7 separate regions of the Mus musculus genome follow, and regions 1, 2, 3, 4, 5 and 6 are each linked to region 7. Evidence: chromatin contacts called from public HiChIP or PLAC-seq and promoter capture Hi-C data. All regions are on one chromosome and are shown on one strand. The core of a region is the stretch at or near the end of the contact, and the rest is flanking DNA. Distances in the headings are between cores, read along the strand shown.

Region 1 (2,700 bases), core at 59-2,558, 1.6 Mb after region 7:
TTATACTAAAACATTACACATTGCTTTCAAGATATTACATTATTTTCTTTGGCTGATTGCTTTGGTTTTGCAATTGTAAAAGAGGAACACATCTTTCACAATCACTTAAACTTTGATGTCAACTAAAAGGGAAAAAAATGCGTCAACCAGTAAGCGAGGCTTAGCATTTAAAATAAAAACACTCGTGGTCGCAAGTGCTACGTAGAATCTATGACTTGGGTAACTGCAGGCAGGTTAGCAAAATATATTCTGCAACTCAAAGTTAGGTTTGATATTATTTAAGCCTCCTCTTAGTTAGACATGCCTTTGAATGACTACCTTATGTGCTCACTAACATGGGTAATAATCAGGGCAGACCAAAATACCCAGGATAAGTCATATTCCAGGAAGTAACTCAAAATGAGAGGAAAAAATGAAGCCACATTAGGTAGCCAGGGGTAAGTCTAGGAAAAGTGAAAATACAAGTGTGCCTTCCCTTCCCTCTGAACCCACAGTGAAAATCGTTTATAGGAAGGCAACAAAATCTCCTTATAATGAAGTACATGGTGACAGCTTTGACATCTTTTTCTTTAGAAGATGAACTTGTGTTTAACAGGAATAAATATTATATAACTAGAAGGTCCTTTTTCTTTTTTTTAAGCAGACTGTCAAAAGGCTTAAGCCGAATGCACAGGAAGGGCTAAGAGGGCTGTGGAGGTGTGTCCTTTCAACCCATCAATACACTAAACTAACAAACGTGGGGGGAAAACAGATTAGGGATTGCACCTGGAAAGAAAGCCACAGCTAACCATTCACATTGAAATTTCCACATCCTCAAAATGATAAATTATGTCCATAGAGACAAAATTACACCCACACAACATTAGTCTCTCTCTCTCTCTCTCTCTCTCTCTCTCTCTCTCTCTCTCCTCCTCCTCCTCTTCCTTTTCCTTTTCCTCCTCCTCCCAGCCCACCCCCACCCCTTGCAACTATAATAGATTTTCTTCCTTGAAGAAGCCCACCTGGATTTCACCCCCAGTTACCTTGGATCTGTGGGCTCAGGATGATAGTTCCAGAGGATCCCCTGAGCTGCCACATAGAACTGCCTTAGTTGCGCGGCCTCTGCCTGGTGGCTGCCCCAGCCCGCCCAGCGGGTTCCCAGAACCACCAGGAGGAAGAAGCACGGGCAGACTAGGAGCATGGCCCTTGTCCTGCCGCGCGCTGCCACCACCGACAGTGCTCAGTGCTCTGTCCCTGTTGCGCGCTGATCTGTCTCCCTGGAGGACTAAGAAGCTGCAGGGCACAGTGAGTGTCCCTGTCCCCTGTGGTGGCTGTCTAACCCTACCTCCCTCTATGCCTAGTGTAGGCAGGGGCTTGTTGAGGTCACTCCCCCCTGTGGCCACAGGCATTTACTAGAGAGAATGCCAGACAAGGAATGTAGAGGGAAAGGAAGGGCAAGCCTGCTGGAGGTTATGGCTCTGGAGCAGTGCCCAAGGGTCTCCGCCCCATCACAAAGCAGCATTTCCCCCACTTCAACGTAGGTGGGAGCAGCAATCCCACTTAACCTGCGCGGGTGGAGGTGGGGGGATGGGGTAGGGGTTCAAAGTTTAGGCTTGTCAGCTGATTTCTGCAAGCCTTAGTAAGACCCAACACCCATCCTCAGATCCCAGGAAAATGGCACTGCACAGTAACCAGAAAACAGCCTCAGGACAGGTCCACCAACAGGTTAGCAGTCTGAATCTCTTAGGACAGACCGCTTGGTAAGGGCTTGTCACCAGCTCAAGTGTAGCCGAGACCAGGGTTTAGAGAACTCATTTGAGATAGTCAGTAGCTGTGTGGTCTGGGGCCAACTATGTCTTTAGAAATACTTTTGACATCTGTAAAATAAGAATGGCAATTCTAGTTTTCCTTGATCTTATTATTGGGAGGGGACAAACTGTTGTAAACTGGACAGTCCCCAGGGCCTAGGTAGCTACAGTCTATGATCTTGTCTTTGCTCGTTCTCCTGTATCCTTGGCATGGTGTTTTAGATTTTATTTTTCTGTTGGTGGCAAAGCTGAGAATTATGCCTGAATCAGCAGGATGGCCTGCCCTGAATTCTCCAGAACTTTGTCTCTGCTCAGACTTTCTGCTTCCAGCACATCCAGTAAATTGTGATCTGGTACCATCCAGGTTCCGCAGCAGCCTCTCCCTCTCCCTCCCCCTGCCCCACCCCTCCCCCTTCCCTTCCTTCTCCCCTCCCCCCAACTCCTGCTTCTGTTTCTTTGCTGATCACATCACTGATATTCTTCAGTCAGTTTATAATGCCCCTTCTTGAGTCAGGCATGATGGCACATGCCTGTAATCCCAGCACACGAGGGCTAGAAGCAGGGGAATGTGAGTTTGAGGCCTGAGATCAGCCTAAGCTACGCAGTGAGACCATGTACTGAAAAGTAATTAATTAGCAGATGTGTGCACACATAACTACACTAGGAAGAATGCTCACACGGATTTCCTTCCCTTTCTGCTTCCCTGCTCTTTAAAGTCAGAATTTCTGCCATTGTCTCTGATTCTGGGTTCCAGTTGACTTTTCCGTTTCATGAACTTAATCTGCTCAGATTATATACTCCTTTTGCTAACCTTTCATTAGGTTTTCAAGATGCCCTTGTATCTGTGGCTAGATTATGATCTATTCAAGAGCAGGGATGATGTCTTATACTCCTGATCCACAGTTCCAGGAGT
Region 2 (2,700 bases), core at 7-2,506, 1.5 Mb after region 7:
CTCCTGTTGCCAAGCCCCGTAAGCCTTTCAAATGAGTCACAGGATATTCAACCCTTTGGCTTCCTAACCATCACCACCAGGGCATTGCTCACATGATACACATGTCAACACACTAGAATAAAATGGTATCTTCCATGAACCGCATTTCTTAGCATTTCCTATTTTATTACTATGATTTTTTTTTACACATATAAAATGTAAAGTTTATCATCAATTTAAAAAAAAAATCTCTGTAAGTGCTTTTGGCCAGATCAATAGTAAACTGCAGTGGCAGAAATTAGTTCCTTCCACTTAAGTGTGTGAAAAATTCTCAGTGTCTGAAGACCTTGCAATGTGGCTCCGAACCTCAGGCATAGATGCACATTATATTTGGTAACTTTCTCACAAGATTAAAAATATTTAAAAATACTTTAACCCAATACTTCTATTTCACCCCTACATATATAACCTTTTAAACAATATTTGTTGAAACACCTAGAACCAAAAGAATAAACAGTAAAGAGAAAACCTTTCCATATAAAAAAAAAGCATTTAGCAAAAACAAAACAAAAACAAGAACAAAAACAAACAAAAAACACCTTATTTTAAAAAGCAGTTAAGCAAACTTCTACAGCACTATGAAACTATCTGGTCCATCCTTCCTGCTGCATCCCCATAAGTCTGTGGTGTTATGAAATACTTTTTAAATTACCATCTGTTACAAGCTCTGACAGGAATATTTAACAAAATTAGGTAAAATTTTGGATTCGTGCTGAACATCTGAAGCACCAACGGAATGAATATAGCATTCTATGTGTGGAAGCTAACATTTCAGGAGTGATTTCTTCCACGCAAGCTACCTTTCATAGTCTTAAACTCTGAGAAGGGAAATGATAGGACAAAAACTCTAAGCGTCTAAGCCGTCCTCTGAGGGGCTCTCCTGGTGCATGGTGAAGTGACGCTGTGCGGGGCTGGGGAGATCCTGGGGCTTCTCCCTGGAAGAGGGCTCGCTTCAGCCGCCTCCCTGCCACCTCGCCCCGACGTTTATCCTCTCCCTGCTCCTGCCACCTGTCTGCCTGTCCTTCCCTCCTCTCCCGCTAAGTCCCCTCCTGCCTGTGGAAGATGCAGCGGCTGGGGTCACAGAGATGGCCGCAGGAGCTCTCTTCTCCTTTTCTAAGCTCTGACAACGAGGCAACGGTGACACCCCGGGGCCTGCTCCTGAAGCACCCAGCACCCGGGTGCCATGGCAACAGCGCGCCTCTGAGGCCTTCTTCCGGACTTCCCACTACTGAGGCGGGGTAGGATCGCGCGCAGGCGCAGAACGGATCCCCGCGAACACCTGCGCCTTACATCCGGCCAGCGTTTCCAAGACCCGGAAGACTCGCATCCCCTTTGGTTTTCTGCCTTGAATGTGGATTTTGTATACCTGTAGTCAGATTTTTAATTTGTTTCCAAAACTTAACAATAAAAGTGCATTTCTGTGTTCATTTTCCTCAAGTAAATATTAAAAGATAACAGTTCCTCAAGTAAATATTAAAAGATAACAGTTGCTAGTTGTTAATTGCTGTTTCGACCCTCAGCTTAAAGAAATTATAGCCAAAATTGTATTTACAGAAAGGAGTTATGAAAGAAAATAGAACTTTAGTTCCAGCAATCAAACTCATCAAGAGAGGCAACTACAGTTTTCCCATAACTTCCCTTAATACCTTGGGGGATAATAGGAAAATAAGAGAACATTCAGATTGTGGTGATAGATAATAGGCCAGCCATGAAGGAGCTCACAGAGTGTAAATAGAAGGGCAATATAACATAGGTACAAATTCATCTAAAAAAAAAGGTGGATCGAGGAGAGATTCATATATAAGCTAATATATATTAATATATTAACCTCTCCTTGATTATATATATATATATATCTTTATATATGTAAAGAGTTTACTCCAGAGCTTACTTTTGAAAAATAGTATAAATTATGGGAGACGGGCTGGGCATTACACATGGAGATGATAGCTTGTGGGAAGACAGGCATCAACTTGTTTTGTTGACTCAAAATATACCAGATAGGGTGAAGCATACATCAAAACCTTATGCCTCACTGCCTGTTAGCAATTACATGCATAACTTGGAAGCCAACAATGTGATCTGGGGATAAACATTGTCATGTCTCATTTCCATGCAAAAATATTCATGGCAGTCATTCCTAGGAAACTGTGAGTTCCCTTTCAAGGAGAGACTGGGTTTAGACATTTACAAGCCTCCAGCCATATAAATGTTTGATAGATAGTTCTTGAGTTCCCCAGGCTAATAGGTCTTTAAAAGGAACTAACTGTAATATTTACAAGCTTGGTGAGGAAGGATAATGAAGGTTTCTGAAGGAAGTGGGGTTTTGGTCATCAGAGATGAGAGAGGAAAATACCTCGAAAACAGGACATTTTAGAAAGTTCACGATCAAATCATAGAATAACGAGATGTATCATGAGTGTTCAAGACTTACCCGCAGGGGAGGAAGGAATGAGAGAGGGGTTATGTCACACTTTATGCAGGCACATCATTTAATGCCTCTTCTCTCCAGTGAGCTGAGTGTACATAGGCTAACCATGACTGACCAAGGGAAGAAAACGAAGGACATGTAAGAACTGGTGGAAACACCTCACAGAAATACCTGGAGCTGGGCTCTCCTCATTTCCTAAGCATGTCTCAATCCATTCAAGTCGATGTTAC
Region 3 (2,700 bases), core at 184-2,683, 1.5 Mb before region 7:
TCAATCATTTTTCAGCTTTCTCACCCGACTGAAACTTGGCTAAACTTTAAAGGGTACCACTCCCACTGACACTAGTCACAGTGACTTATTCTCCAAACACAGCTCACACATTCAAATCTCCATGTTTACGTGATTTTTCCTTTCCCTAGAATTTCCTCTCCCTCTTTTATCTTCTATCTACATTCTAACTAATCCACAAGGCACTGGGTCCATCTGTACCATGAGATCTTCCATAGTCTCTCACAACAGAACAGGACCTCTTCTTTAGAATGAAGACTCTGTGTGTGTGTGTGTGTGTGTCTGCCATGACCCCTTTCCCCTTTAGCTCCCCGCCCCCCCCCCCCCCCCCCCCGTTTTAGGCAAGGTCTCGACAGGAAGTAGATCCAGCCTGGAATGCACTATGTAGACCAGGCCTGCCCTATCTGGAGCTCTACCACACCCAGATTCCTTTTAGCTTTATTAAAGATGCTGCACAAAGGTCTTTGATTTCTATCTTTACCAAGTTAGAGTATGGTTTTGTTTGTAACATGAATCTCCCTATGTAGCCCACACTAGCTGCGAACTCACAATCATGTCCATCTCCTGAGTGTTGAGATTTCAGTTGCCCTAACAAGGAACACTGGCTTGTAGTATTCTTGGTATACTCCTCTCTTAGTTACTGTGAACATGCACCCATTGAACTTCCCGTGTTGAACCGTCCACCGTCTTACCATACTCACATTTTTTACTTTGTTTTTCCACTTCTGCCTTCAATCTCTTGTATTTGTCTGTCCTGTAAACCAGGACCCAGGTTATGCCTAAACAGTAAAAGCAACATGCTAATGAGAAATAAATGGAAATCACAACAAACCATCTTTAATTGTTAGTATTGGAGACAAAAGGATTTCGACATTTTGCTCTATACTTATCAGTAACTTTTTTCAAAGTCAGATCAACCCATGTTTTGTTTTGTTTTTTTCAGTGTATCCACAAATACGTAAAGAAAATCAGGACGTATGACTCCACACTACTCTCCTGCTTCTATAGGGGGATGAGCCCGGGATTTCTTGCAACGGACCACGCAGGCCGCAGGGAGTGAGGCTCCCGATCTTTGCTCATGGGGTGCGAGGGACCCCAGTGCCCTTCCACCCTGGGATTAATCAAACGTCCAAGGAAACAGCCGCCCTCACCCTCGGCGAGCAGCGCGGTGCACACGGAGATAAAGACGATGAGCAGCGTGTCTGCAAACATGGTGCTCATCTCGCCCGTCTGTCCCCGCGCTCCCACCCTCCGCGGGGGGAAAGCACTCCAGAGCCAGAGAGACCGGGAAGAGACGTGGCGGGACCGACCCTCGAGGAGCGCTACAACTTTGACAGCCCCGAGTCTACACTTCCGCTTCCGGGGCGCCGACCCGGAACTACAGGCTTCACTCCCGCCGTCTGGCCGCCATAGTCGGGAGAGAGCGGCAACGCGCAAGTCTCGGGGGCCGAAGGCGCGCGCCAGGCCCGGTCTCGCGAGAGTTGGAAAGCCAGGTCGGTCGGAGGATGGCGGTGTGGTGGCGGCGGCGTTGCGACCTCGGCAGTGCGTTACCTGCTCTCCGAGCCCGATCGCCTACCTCACACTAGAACCCTGTCACACGGTGGCTGGACTTCACCCGCATCCCCGCCTCCGTGGCCGAAAAGTTAGGCCACCGCGTGCGGAGCGTCAGGGTCTGGGGGCTCGCCCCGGTCCTGGGCTGGGCGAGCCGAGTCGAGGAGTCCTCGGGCGCTGGTTAAACCAGCCTTTATGATGCCGGGGACGCCGTTGGAGGAGAAGGGCTGCACAACTCGCTTGCTGCGGCCGGGCTTTTATTGGAAGGAACGGTGGCGCAGTCGAAGGGGAAGAAGTGAAAACGTTGAATTTGAGTTAGAAGTGTTTTGGGGGCTGGGCGGTGGTGGCGCACGCCTTTAATCCCAGCACTTGGGAGGCAGAGGCAGGCCGATTTCTGAGTTCGAGGCCAGCCTGGTCTACAGAGTGAGTTCCAGGACAGCCAGGGCTATACAGAGAAACCCTGTCTCGAAAAAAAAAAGAAAGAAAGAAAAAAAAAAACAGCCGGGGGGTTGGGGGGGGACGGACACGGGGATAGAAAAAGGTGTGGTGTGTAAAAGTAGGATGTCTTGAGAGAGCCTCATACACTCAGATGTCCTCCGTGATGGACTGTAAATTACCGTGTGCAAGCGGGGCGAGAAAATGACGGGAAGGCCTTGATATAAGAGCACTCGATTCCTCCCAATTCTCAGATCTGCTCTTTTTCCTCAAGAAAACTCAGAAGTCTTCCTTTGTGCGTCCTTGTGTTTTTTTGAGACAGGGTTGCACTATGGAGCCCTGGTTGACCTGGAGCACTCAAGAGACCCCCCTGTCCTAGCTTTCCATAACTGTGCCACCATGCCCAGTTTGACTTCCATTTTCTGTCATTGTTCTTCCAAATTTCACTGCACACAATTTATAAATCTTCTGTAGCATTACCTTTTTAGTTTCTCTTGCCTTATATTTATCCAGGACTCCTTTAATAGATATTAAATATATGTCTATTAAATAAAGATATAACTATAAATATACGTCTTTAATAGACATTAAATATATGTCAGGAACAGTACTGGGCCCTGTAAGATGGAGCAAGATAAGATTCCTTGGTTCCAAAATTCCCCAGGGAAATTGTACGCCATAGTAAGATAGAATTAT
Region 4 (2,700 bases), core at 13-2,512, 1.8 Mb after region 7:
CAGATCTTCTTCTATGCTGAAATTGAATTGAAAGGCCATCCTCTTTTTCTATGCACACCGTTTTTTTACCAAAGGATGATGCTTCAGCTTCTAGAAAGAATTTAATGGCATAACCGATCACACAGTCGATTAGTTCTGTTGCGCCCAATGTCTGTTAGCTGCGTATACACCATCAGATGTATTCAGAGGGGGCTCCAAAGACGTTTTAGACGCCTTTGATCCTTTTTCAGTTCAGCCCTGGAAAGGGAAGGGGGAAAAGAAAATGTTTAAAAACAAAAACAAAAAAAGGCTGTGTGTATGCGATTTAGCAAAATGCACAGATGCCTTAAGTATTCAAAAGTAGAAGATAAAACATAAAGACAAACAAAAGAATAGCTATAGCAGCTACCACCTTCACCAGAACAATAAACCCCAAGATTTGTAGACAGGACAGCCTAGCTACCTGCTGCCTGGTCTTTTTTTTTTTTTTTTTTTTTTTGGTTTTTCGAGACAGGGTTTCTCTATAGCCCTGGCTGTTCTGGAACTCACTTTGTAGACCAGGCTGGCCTCGAACTCAGAAATCCACCTGCCTCTGTCTCCCGAGTGCTGGGATTAAAGGCGTGCGCCACCATGCCCAGCTTCCTGCCTGGTCTTTTAGTTGCCTTGTGCTCAGGCATCTTCACCTTCATCTTCCTAAATTTCTGACGCATCTACAGTAATTATTTTCTCTTTGTTCACAGTGGCATCCAGGTTTGTTCCTTCATCTCTGCCTCGCAAAAACAGTTTAAGGTTTTATTTGGGTAAGTAGGGTATCCATTTTCAAACACACACAGGTGTGTGTGATCTGGTGTGTGCAAACTCATCCAAACGGTACATTTATGTGTACGTAGTTCTACACCTTATGTGACTGGAGGGATGAATAAAGACTAGGACTGTGGAAAGTATAATCGATTGTATAGAAACATTTCCGGCAATATGCCAGACCATAACACCCGTTTTAATTTGCACATTTCTGGACGGTGGGATCTCCGTTCACTTGGCAGGAGCCGTAGGAACGGAAGCACGCACGCCAGTAAAATCATTCCTATTCTCGAACGCACCTCACAGGGGAGTAGAGTCATTCCTGGCCTCAGCCCAGGTCACCCTTGAAACTACGCGTCGTCTCAAAGTCCCCCCGGACTGAGGATAGCAAACCTGAGGACTTCTGGTCTCAGCATTGGAAAGTCAGACGCCAGGGCGAACAAACTACCGGAGAAACTCGCCTTCAGCCTACGGCGAACACCAACGAGATGAGTCCTCCAATAGCTAGAGAGGGCCCCGACGCTTGGGGGCGAGAGTGCTCCTCTCTATGGTTTGGTGGGGGCGGAGCTCTCTCAAAGCCTGCTGGGACGGCGTTCCAAGCTGTGGCGGGAGTCGTGCGGATTCGTTCGTCTCTCGGGGGTGGCGAAAGAATGTCGCAGGACGATGCGGAGGTGGCGAGCGGGGTCGTGCTGGAGGAACTCAGCAGCTGGTCGGAGGAGATGTGCCGTCGGGAGCTGCCTTCGGTGCTGCCCCGGCTCCTCATATCCTTGGAGGGCGCTGAGCGGGGGGTGTGTCGCGAGCCTGCTCCGCCCTGACGCGGGCAGCCTGGGATTCGAACTCTGTTTTGTTTTGCGAGGTGATGGTTAAGGGAACGAGGACAACCGTGGGTTGAGGGGCTAGGCGCGCCTAGCATTGTCGGACGATTGCGACTGGAGCGTTTGAAAATGATGAGTGCTCTCATGCCTTAAGTTTAGTTCTCTGTTCCTAAGTTTGCCCGGTCGGTCGCACTTGCCTAAGTGTGGGAGATGCCCGCGCTGGTGCTCAGTATCTGGATGAAGCGTGAGAGCTGAAGGATGTAGTTGTAGTTCTTCCGTGGTACCACATCTTCAAAGGATGGTCTGTAAACAAAAATGCTTTTCCCCTTTCGAACCCGTTTCCCTTTTAAGTTACAAGGCGGTGCTTCAGGTATTGGCTTTAATCGAGTTGTAATTGTGTGGAGTTAGGTGCAAAGAATAATTATGTAATGCTTTTGTGTTTGTAATTGGAAGTCGACTCCCTTCATGTAAAAGGTGATTTTAATTTTATGATTTTGATCATACCTTCTATTTAAAATTACACACACAGAAACAGACACACACACACCCCTCCAAAAACTGAAAATACCATTACATTTAGTGAAAGTTCAAACCTTGCACGAATGATGTTTCATAGTATAACTTAAGTTCTCTCACACTGAAGTCATTCCTTAGACATTAGCAAAATCCAACGTGGTGCTGATGACCGTTTTTAAAGTACTCCGTGTGTGGATATGGAATTATTTTGCTTTTTAGATGGTAGTCCTGACTGGCCTGATACTAGCTATACAAAACAGACTGGTCTTGGGTTTGCAGTAATCCTGAGTTTGCAGTGCTGGAATTTTTGTGTGTCAACGAGAAGGGTTGTTTTTATGGAATTTCCTCCTGGAAACAACTGTTTTCCTACTCAAAAGATGTTTATTTATGTAATGTGTGTCTCAGACTGCTAGGCTTAGAGGGAATGAAGATATCTGTTATTTACCCTCCCCTCAGTATTACAGGTACCACACTACATTTAGAGTACCATTTCTACCTTACCTTGCTACCTACTGAAAACGCAAATCTCATTTCCAGGTTTTCTTCTGTAAGTAAACCTTGAACACTCTTTTTGCAACCAGCTAATTAT
Region 5 (2,700 bases), core at 134-2,633, 1.5 Mb before region 7:
AGTGTTCCTGGTGGAAGCAGGGCCAAGAAGTGGGCATCAGATCCCCTGAAGCTGCCAAGTGAGTGACGGGAATTGGACCCACATACCTCTGGACAAGCAGCCAGTGTTTTTGTTGTTGTTGTTGTTATTGTTGTTGTTGTTGTTGTTATTGTTTTTGATTTTTCGAGACAGGGTTTCTCTGTATAGCCCTGGCTGTCCTGGAACTCACTTTGTAGACCAGGCTGGCCTCGAACTCAGAAATCTGCCTGCCTCTGCCTCCCAAGTGCTGGGATTAAAGGTGTGCAGAGGCAGGTGGATTTCTGAGTTCAAGGCTAGCCTGGTCTACAGGTTTCTGGTTCTAGGACAGCCAGGGCTATATAAAGAAACTCTGTCTCGAACCCCCCCCCAAAAAAAAAGAGGTTCAGAGTTCAGAGAAGCGGAGATTCTAGTACTACCTTTCAGGTGTGCCCAGCAAAACTGCCCTTTCTGGTTCCTTTAGGAGTCTTTTCAAGCCCCAATACTCTACAGTGATATTCAGGCATTGTTCTAAAAACTTTACCTATGATAATTCATTTTAGCCCATCAAAAATCCTAGCGTGTATCATTTTTATTTTCATTTAATAGAGCACTGAGGCACATTGGCCTTGCTTATGGAACTTGATGTGAATGAAGACATCTGGCTCCCGCGGTGAAGACTCCTTTTTAGTCTCCATTTGGTACTGTTTTCCTAACTAAGTGACAAATTGCCTGCCTCTAATAAACTAGGTCAGTTAAAGTCATCAATGAATGGAAATGGCATTGTTATGTTTCTATTTTCATTAACCCTAGCTCCACGGGAATGTCAGTACTGCGGAGCTAGGATGGTGTGGAAGGGCACTGGTTTTTCAGGGAGGAGTAACCGTCCCCGAGTCACCCTTCTTTTAGGGAGTCACATGAGGACAGACCTGCTAAGGAAAATGGCACTTGGGGGTTTCCAAGACAGGAACTCTCTTAAGCCGAGCGGGTGACACACTATTTTGGCACACGGAGGGTGGGAAGGGAGTCTCTGAAAACACAAGTTTCAGTGAGGATGAAGGGTCTAGGCATTAATTCTCCATCTTCATATTCCCAGCCTTTTCCAGTTTTGCGTCTCAAACCTCCAGTCTCTGCTCTGCTCTGGCAGTCTCTTCTAGCTTTTGATCTCTTTTGAAATAGGACGCAGAGTGGCGCATTAAGACGCTGACCTAGCCGGTTTCTTCACCCCTCCACCCCACCCCCCGCTCCGTCCCAGAAAGGGTTAATCCGGCGGGTGGGGAGGGGAGTGGCGCTCACACCTTTCCCAGAGACCTCGGGCGGCGGCGGGGCCCGGGCGGGGCGGAGGCTGGGGCCAGACTCCTGGCGAATAGCAGCGCGCAGCCCGCCCGGATTGGAGCAGCCTCATCACGCTGACCTCTGCCTGGGATGTAAACCCCACGGGCCGCCACGGGCACAGGAGAGCTCTCGGCACCTCCGGGAAAGCCACCTCGGCCTCCCCCGCGCCCGGGCTCCAGCCGCGGCCGGCCCAGCCTCGACCTCAGCAGCGACCAGCTGCTCCTGCGAGGAGCCGAGCGAGCCCGGTCGCGGGCGGGGAGCGTGCGTCGGTTCGCACAGGCTGCGAGAGGAGGGGCGGCGCGAGTCATGGCCGGGGACAGCGAGCAGACCCTGCAGAACCACCAGCAGCCCAACGGCGGCGAGCCCTTCCTGATCGGCGTGAGCGGGGGCACGGCCAGCGGGAAGGTAAGAGTCCGCGCGCCCTGCTCGCACGGCGGGCGGCGCATGTGGCCGGCGCCCGCGGGCCGTGTCAGTTGCAGCCTGCCACCGCGTGGCCCGCGGGATCCTCGTTCCGGGCCGCCGCGCTCCGGCGCCGCCAGACCCCGCGCAGGCTCGGTGCGCGGCGTTGGGGACCAGCGGGGGGACCCGGGCGACCGAGGGTCCAGGATGCGGGTTCCTCCTACAAGTCCCCCGCAGGGATGGTGCGCTCCCTCGCTGGTTCCCGGCGGCGGCTGTGACTCGTGGTCAGGGTCTTGTGGGGGAGGGGCGGAAAGCGGATGCTTATTGTTTTGCAAGTCGGGTGTAAGGACCCGGCTTTCGGGGCTTCCCTCGGAGCCCCGGTACGCTCCTCCGCCCGGCTTGGCCCTGGCCCCGGCCCAAGCCTGTGGGCTGCGAGGCTGGCCGGGATGCGCGAGGTGGCGCGCCCGCTGCCGGGAGCCCACCTGGGGGTTGCAGGGCTTTCCGGGAGAGCCGAAGCTCGATGGGCACAGTCACGGATGGGATGACAGCAGGGGCTGCTGTCTTTTATGCTTAGAAGAGAAAACCGCATCAGTCTCAGTGAGAAAGTTGTACAGGCTCCATGCTCTTCGGTGTCCGGGTCGCTCGCTCCTTGGATCGCAGGGAAGGGGTTACCGAGTCTGACTTTGCGAGGAACCTCTTTCCTTTGTATTTTCTCCTGCACGGCAGCGAGGGGCGACTTGACTTAACCTCGGGTCTTTACTGCAGGTGGAGAAGGGTGGAGCCCTCCCAGATGGTTCTTTCTTTACTCCCCCTCGCTCCCTTTTAGGATGTGGCTGCTTGTTCGCCTGCCGTTTAACAGCCGCCAAGTTCAGTGGGCGCTCGGGCTCCATGAGGGGCGCCCGAGGGAGCTGGGCGCCGCGTGCGGCCGCTGGTGAGGCCGGATGGTGAGTCCCCAAGGCTGGGCAGCGTGGA
Region 6 (2,700 bases), core at 136-2,635, 1.6 Mb before region 7:
CTCTAAAGGGAGGCAGGCTGAGAAACTCTTCCCAGCTATCATGGCCTCTCCCATCAGTTCAGGTTCTGGCAAATCCCTGCCTCGTGGAGGTCAGTGTACTTTTACTTCTCTCACTAAACAAGCCCTTCTGGCTTACAGAACACATTTTTTTTCCCTGCTCTGAATATTCAATAAGAATAATCAAAACAAACACAAAAGTCAACCCAAAGTCCAAGAAACAAAGAACTCGCTTCCTCCTTAGTTTGTGCTAAGGGTTTGCTCCAAAGCATTAAGTGCTTGCAAGGATGAACTGTAGAAATCTAATGAACATCGTGATTACAGCTAATAATACCGTAAAATACATATTCACTTAAAATCTGCCAAGTGTGCAGAGCATGAAAGTTCTCACTACTCATAGGTGGAAACTACGTGGAGATAACGGATAAGTTCATTAATTAACAGTGGTAAGCACTACACGTGATTACACATGTTCAATGTTTTTTTTTCTCTCTCTCTCTTGTTAACCTGGAGAGCTAGCAGGCACTAAAGCTAAACAGATGTTGTCGGCTGCTGTTTTTTTTTTTCTCTCCTTTCCCAACTCTCATCGAAGTTCAGAAATATCCCAGCACTAGAAGGGGGAAGGTCATGTGGATCATGCATAACAGAAATCACCTGTGAGTCAACATCCCAGTAGCAGACTCTCCTGCAGGCCCAGCTCTCAAAACTCAAAAGACCCACAGGTTCTACGCCAGACTCTCCTGCTCCAGCCATGTAGTTACTCCCGGCCCCCCAGCGCACCCCACCGCACCCATAGCGCCCCCTCTTTTCCAGGAGCCTCCCCAACATTCTGTGCTCCGTGCTGCGACCACGCAAGTTCAGCAACCCTTGGCGGAGAGCTCGGAAGGACTCGGGGCAGCAGACTCAGTGCACAGGGCCGGGGAAGACCCACCCCATCCGCGTGCCGCCCCGCGCCAGGTTACCGGTGGCTGGCTCGAACGCTTTCTCCGTGCCGGAAGCATCCACCGGCTCCACACGGGCCCCGCCGCGGTAGTTGAGCGGCTGCGACACGACGAAGGTGCCAGTACTCATGGCGGCGACTGCTGCAGCCCGGTGAATGCGGAGGAGCGAGGTCAGCACAGAACCGACTGCACCGAGGATCATCTGCTACGCGTGCAAAGCGTCCGGAAGCCCCAGCAGATTACTACTGGAGGGGGAGATAGCGCGGTAACGAGGAGGGAGTGGCGAGGGGCGGAATCTCTGGGGCGTGGCCCATGGAAAGAGGCGACCCTGGCTGGGCAGGGGTGGACCACTAGGGAACAGGACCTCGGGGAGGTGTGGACCGTGAGTGTGAAGACCCGGGGCCCTCAAGGAGAGCCCAGTAGAGCCCACTGGGAGGAAGGGACAGTGGGAGGGGCGTGGCCTCGTGCCACGAGGGGGTGTGGCGTGAGAGGACGGCCAATGAGAGCCTAGAGTGAGTAGCTTGGGCCTAGTCAGCATAATTAAGGGCCTGGTGAGAGCTTCTGGGGCTGGAACTGGAAGACCTTTGGCCTAGATAATTACGTGGAACACCACACCACCCAAGTCCTCCGGTCCAGATCCCGAAGGAGTTCCTGGAAGGATAATGAGACCCCTTCTACTGGGCCTGCAAGCTTTTGCAACATTCTCCTTACTGTATTTCTTTGATTTCTTTTTGTGCTTTGTAGAAGCACAGTATTAGGGAATGTGTTCTTCTTTTTTTCTTTTTTTTTATTAGATATTTTCTTTATATACATTTCAAATGCTATCCCGAAAGTTCCCTATACCCTTCCCCTGCTCTGCTCCCCTACCCACCCACTCCCTCTTCTTGGCCCTGACATTCCCCTGTACTGGGGCATATAAAGTTTGCAATATACCAAGGGACCTCTCTTCCCAATGATGGCCGACTAGGCCATCTTCTGATACATATGCAGCTAGAGATACGAGCTCTAGGGGCACTGGTTAGTTCGTATTGTTGTTCCACCTATAGGGTTGCAGACTCCTTCAGCTCCTTGGGTGCTTTCTCTAGCTTCTCCATTGGGGGCTCTGTGTTCCATCTTTTAAAAGACTGTGAGCATCCACTTCTGTATTTGCCAGGCACTGGCATAGCCTCATACAAGACAACTATAACAGGGTCCCTTCAGCAAAATCTTTCTGGCATATACAATAGTGTCTGGGTTTGGTGGCTGAGTGTGGGATGGATCCCCGGGTGGGGTAGTCTCTAGATAGTCCATCCTTTCGTCTTAGCTCAAAAATATGGAACGCTTCACGAATTTGCGTGTCATCCTTGCGCAGGGGCCATGCTAATCTTCTCTGTATCGTTCCAATTTTAGTATATGTGCTGCCGAAGCGAGCATGGAATGTGTTCTTCTAATTTAGTAAAAATTTTGGTCAATTTTCTCAGCTCTCTGTACGAATTAATCTTTTCAGTGCCTCTGAGATGTGTAGGTTTGGGTCCTCAAATGGAAACAGCAGTACCCAATTAAGAACACCTAGGCCCGAACTCAAAGGACTGCTTTTGTTGGGGTTGGTCAGAAACATCTGGAAACATCTGGCCTGGGTCAAGATCATTGACAGGTACAGAGATAACAGCTGGTCGTTTTGTGGCCAGTTGTGTTTAAAGTATTCTGCCCAGCCATCCCATGTTGATTTGTTACATTTAGATCGTCTGATGTATGTTCCAGAAATGTGACCATGGCATCTGTT
Region 7 (2,700 bases), core at 81-2,580:
AAGTATTTTACCAACTGGGCTATTTCCCTAGCCCCTAGGATTGCAGTTTTAAAAGGCAGTAGCTAATTTAAATTTGTTTAGAACAATACAGAACTCTGTGGAGGCTGAAGAAAACGGGTCTCTTCTATTCTAGCACATGGGTCCCAGTCCTGTGGCCTGTGCTTTGAAGACAAGTGGGTCTGAGGTGAACTAGGGTTGGCCCCCTGGCTTTGCGCAAATTACTTAACCTCATGTCTTCATCTGTAAACCCGGAATAGCCATGCCTGTTTCTAAGAGTTACTACAAGAGACAATGAATGAAAACAGGTGGAACCGAAAAGCCCTAGGCACATACCATGGCAAGGGCTTGGTTAAAGCGTCGGCGTCTCTTGGCTCACTGTTTACCACGACACCAAGCTTTCTCAGTTTTGCCACAGACCCTCCACCGAGTCAGGCTTCATTTCTGGGCTCCTGTGTGGCCTTTCCCTCCCAGGCTGTTTCCACCTGAGCTGTAAGCAGAGCCAGGTCCGCAGTCAACTATAATGCTGTGTAGTAGTTTCCCACTGCTGATAGGTAAAGGTAGGGAAGAGAATCTCCGAAGTCACATAAGCCAAACGCTAAACTATCCAACAATCTGTATGCCTTTAGATCACAAGAGTGCAGTTTATGCAGAGACAGCGCCTAAAGAGGACGCCTGACTATCTGAAGGGTGTGAAGTGCTCCAGGTACTGGCAAAGAATTTACCCCAAGCGCTTAGACCAGTAACAGGGTAAGTAGGAACTTCCTGGTAGTTCCCCAACATCTGGGATGCTACAACCTCCGCCTAGCCAGCGCAGGCCAGAAGAGACAGTCATGTGAGCTGGGTTCAAAAGTCTTATCTCTAAGACCCACGCTCTCCCCAGCGAGCTAAACTGGAGACGCTGGTTTCCTGCTCTGCCGGGTCTGGGAAACCGCGCCGCGCTCCCGCTCACCTGCAGGTCGCTCACGGCTTGCTGCAGTGGACTCAGGTACATGTAGGGCTCGCCCGTGCCTTCTCCCGGAGGACCGTCACTGATTGAGATGATGTCCGCGAAGGGCCAGCCGCGCACCTCCTTTATTGTGGAGATAGTGGCCAGCGAGCCCCAGTCTGAGACGTGAGTCACGAAGCGGGCCACGCGCGGCCCGTCTTCGCGGGGTGGCAGCGGAGGCAATCGCCTGTCCACGTCCCAGTCCCCGTGGTCCCGGCCTCCGCGACCCGAGGCCGGCGACACCAGTAGTGCCACCAGCGCGGGCGCCAGAAGGGCAGCAAGCAGGGAACGCGCGAGCTCAGGAGCACGGGCAGCCATGACGCTGACTGCGGAGTCCCTGCCCACCGACCAAACTCTGCCGGGGTAACTATTGCCTGCCCGTTGTTCCGCCCCTCCGAGAAAGCCAATCAGAGATGAGCAGGCAAGAGGGGGCGTGGCTCCAGTGCAACCCAGTTTCCAGAAGCATATGGTCTGTTCACCGTGTCCTGTGATCTGCTCTGTGAAGAGTGCGAATTTGCCCTAAAGAGATATTTGTTTTGCTTGTTTGATTTACAGACAGATAAATGAGGTCTAGAAGAAATTAAGCAACTTCCTAAGTCACAGTGCTAGAAAAAAGCTGCCTGCATGCACGCACACACCTCCTTTTTAATGTCTTTGAGTATGCTTGCCTGGCATCTAAGAGAACGTGAGTTTTCTGTGTGCTCTTTTCTGTTTACTGACTGTTAGCAAGCAAGCCTATATGTAGTACAGTACAGAAATACCGACATGCAGGAACTTAAAAATTCCTGGCCCAGAAGAGTCTTCAGATAAAGCCACTTTGTTAGTTTTCGGTATCCCACTCAAGACTTTGACCTTGTCCATTTGAGACCTGTCAAGTCATCTAGCTCGGTTAAATTCGTGGTTTCATGCATTTATTCTGGCAGATCCTCCAAGCCCGTGGAGGATTTTCATTCTGCTACCCTAGGGAGTTAGAAAATGTATGCAAACGTGTTTGCGTCGTTTTAAAACTGTGGCCACTGTTAGAATCTTTTAAGCCCCACCCATCCTATAGTCTGAATCAGGCCACACCTCTCTGCAGCTCTCTCTCTTCCTAACAGAGTTATGAAGCAGTCCGTGCTTAGCCGCTACTCTTTTTTCTTTCTTAAAAAAATATTAGGTATTTTCTTCATTTACATTTCAAATGCTATCCCGAAAGTCCCCTGTACCCCCCCCTCCCCTACCCACCCACTCCTACTTCTTGGCCCTGGTGTTCCCCTGTACTGGGGCATATAAAGTTTGCAAGACCAAGGGGCCTTTCTTCCCAATGATGGCCGACTAGGCTATCTTCTGCTACATATGCAGCTAGAGACACGATCTCTGGGGGTACTGGTTAGTTCATGTTGTTGTTCCACCTATAGGGTTGCAGACCCCTTCAGCTCCTTGGCAGCTCCTCTTAGTCTGTGGCACCCAGCTCCCTGTCATGTAGGCCAGGATGAACTAAATCATGGGATGTGAAACTTCCTGACACCTCTAAAATGATATAAAAATCAGGCTTAGCCTCTATTCTAGGGACTGGTGTGAGACTCCTAAAGGAGATTTCTGGAAAGATATTCTGAGGTCTGCCTCTAGCTAGCCCCCCACCCCAATCTGGCCCACTACTCTGTCTTTCTCCTGATCTCTGTCTGTCTCTCTGTCTCTCTCTCTGTCTCTGCCTCTCTCTCTCTCTCTCTCTCTCT

Evidence for each region. Promoter capture Hi-C pulls out the DNA fragments that hold promoters and counts their contacts. HiChIP or PLAC-seq counts read pairs in DNA pulled down with a chosen protein or histone mark.
Region 1: a promoter capture Hi-C map of pre-B cells shows a contact between it and region 7, with 2.8 times the contacts expected there. The contact joins the promoter of F5 here to the promoter of Creg1 in region 7. A contact is called at or near these places in 2 of 39 promoter capture datasets (liver and pre-B cells).
Region 2: a contact with region 7 is called in an H3K27ac HiChIP or PLAC-seq map of bone marrow-derived dendritic cells, with 3 times the contacts expected there. The contact joins the promoter of Ccdc181 here to the promoter of Creg1 in region 7. A contact is called at or near these places in 1 of 39 promoter capture datasets (liver) and 1 of 115 datasets of contacts at active chromatin or transcription factors (bone marrow-derived dendritic cells).
Region 3: a promoter capture Hi-C map of liver shows a contact between it and region 7, with 4 times the contacts expected there. The contact joins the promoter of Tmco1 here to the promoter of Creg1 in region 7. A contact is called at or near these places in 7 of 39 promoter capture datasets (the 3T3-L1 cell line, HPC-7-derived erythroid cells, embryonic stem cells and 3 more) and 1 of 484 Hi-C or Micro-C datasets (B cells).
Region 4: a promoter capture Hi-C map of pre-B cells shows a contact between it and region 7, with 4 times the contacts expected there. The contact joins the promoter of Mettl18 here to the promoter of Creg1 in region 7. A contact is called at or near these places in 2 of 39 promoter capture datasets (erythroid cells and pre-B cells).
Region 5: an H3K27ac HiChIP or PLAC-seq map of bone marrow-derived dendritic cells shows a contact between it and region 7, with 11 times the contacts expected there. The contact joins the promoter of Uck2 here to the promoter of Creg1 in region 7. A contact is called at or near these places in 1 of 39 promoter capture datasets (embryonic stem cells), 3 of 484 Hi-C or Micro-C datasets (the G1E-ER4 cell line and LSK cells), 5 of 115 datasets of contacts at active chromatin or transcription factors (bone marrow-derived dendritic cells, bone marrow-derived macrophages, embryonic stem cells and 2 more) and 1 of 9 other capture datasets (adipose tissue).
Region 6: a promoter capture Hi-C map of pre-B cells shows a contact between it and region 7, with 4 times the contacts expected there. The contact joins the promoter of Aldh9a1 here to the promoter of Creg1 in region 7. A contact is called at or near these places in 6 of 39 promoter capture datasets (the C10 cell line, HPC-7-derived erythroid cells, hippocampal neurons and 2 more), 1 of 484 Hi-C or Micro-C datasets (liver), 1 of 115 datasets of contacts at active chromatin or transcription factors (bone marrow-derived dendritic cells) and 1 of 9 other capture datasets (adipose tissue).

Annotation. Positions count from the first base shown.
Region 1 is chr1:164,150,443-164,153,142 of GRCm38.p6, reverse strand. F5 (coagulation factor V) reads right to left here and starts at 1,308. Exons shown (of 25, transcript NM_007976.3): 1 at 1,023-1,308. The coding sequence starts at 1,180. Gm16548 (predicted gene 16548) reads left to right here and starts at 926. Exons shown (of 3, transcript NR_037987.1): 1 at 926-1,284.
Region 2 is chr1:164,274,154-164,276,853 of GRCm38.p6, reverse strand. It overlaps Ccdc181 (coiled-coil domain containing 181), which reads right to left and starts at 1,256. Exons shown (of 6, transcript NM_029115.3): 1 at 1,093-1,256.
Region 3 is chr1:167,307,403-167,310,102 of GRCm38.p6, reverse strand. It overlaps Tmco1 (transmembrane and coiled-coil domains 1), which reads right to left and starts at 1,433. Exons shown (of 7, transcript NM_001039483.1): 1 at 1,170-1,433; 2 at 720-797. The coding sequence starts at 1,239.
Region 4 is chr1:163,993,451-163,996,150 of GRCm38.p6, reverse strand. It overlaps Mettl18 (methyltransferase like 18), which reads right to left and starts at 1,262. Exons shown (of 2, transcript NM_027279.3): 1 at 1,080-1,262; 2 at 1-237. The coding sequence starts at 39. BC055324 (cDNA sequence BC055324) reads left to right here and starts at 1,355. Exons shown (of 24, transcript NM_201364.2): 1 at 1,355-1,541. The coding sequence starts at 1,431.
Region 5 is chr1:167,283,810-167,286,509 of GRCm38.p6, reverse strand. Uck2 (uridine-cytidine kinase 2) reads left to right here and starts at 1,383. Exons shown (of 7, transcript NM_030724.3): 1 at 1,383-1,734. The coding sequence starts at 1,636.
Region 6 is chr1:167,348,676-167,351,375 of GRCm38.p6, reverse strand. Aldh9a1 (aldehyde dehydrogenase 9, subfamily A1) reads right to left here and starts at 1,385. Exons shown (of 11, transcript NM_019993.4): 1 at 960-1,385. The coding sequence starts at 1,140. It overlaps Gm24182 (a small nuclear RNA gene), which reads right to left and starts at 2,351; the gene lies at 2,245-2,351.
Region 7 is chr1:165,762,388-165,765,087 of GRCm38.p6, reverse strand. Creg1 (cellular repressor of E1A-stimulated genes 1) reads right to left here and starts at 1,330. Exons shown (of 4, transcript NM_011804.3): 1 at 950-1,330. The coding sequence starts at 1,303.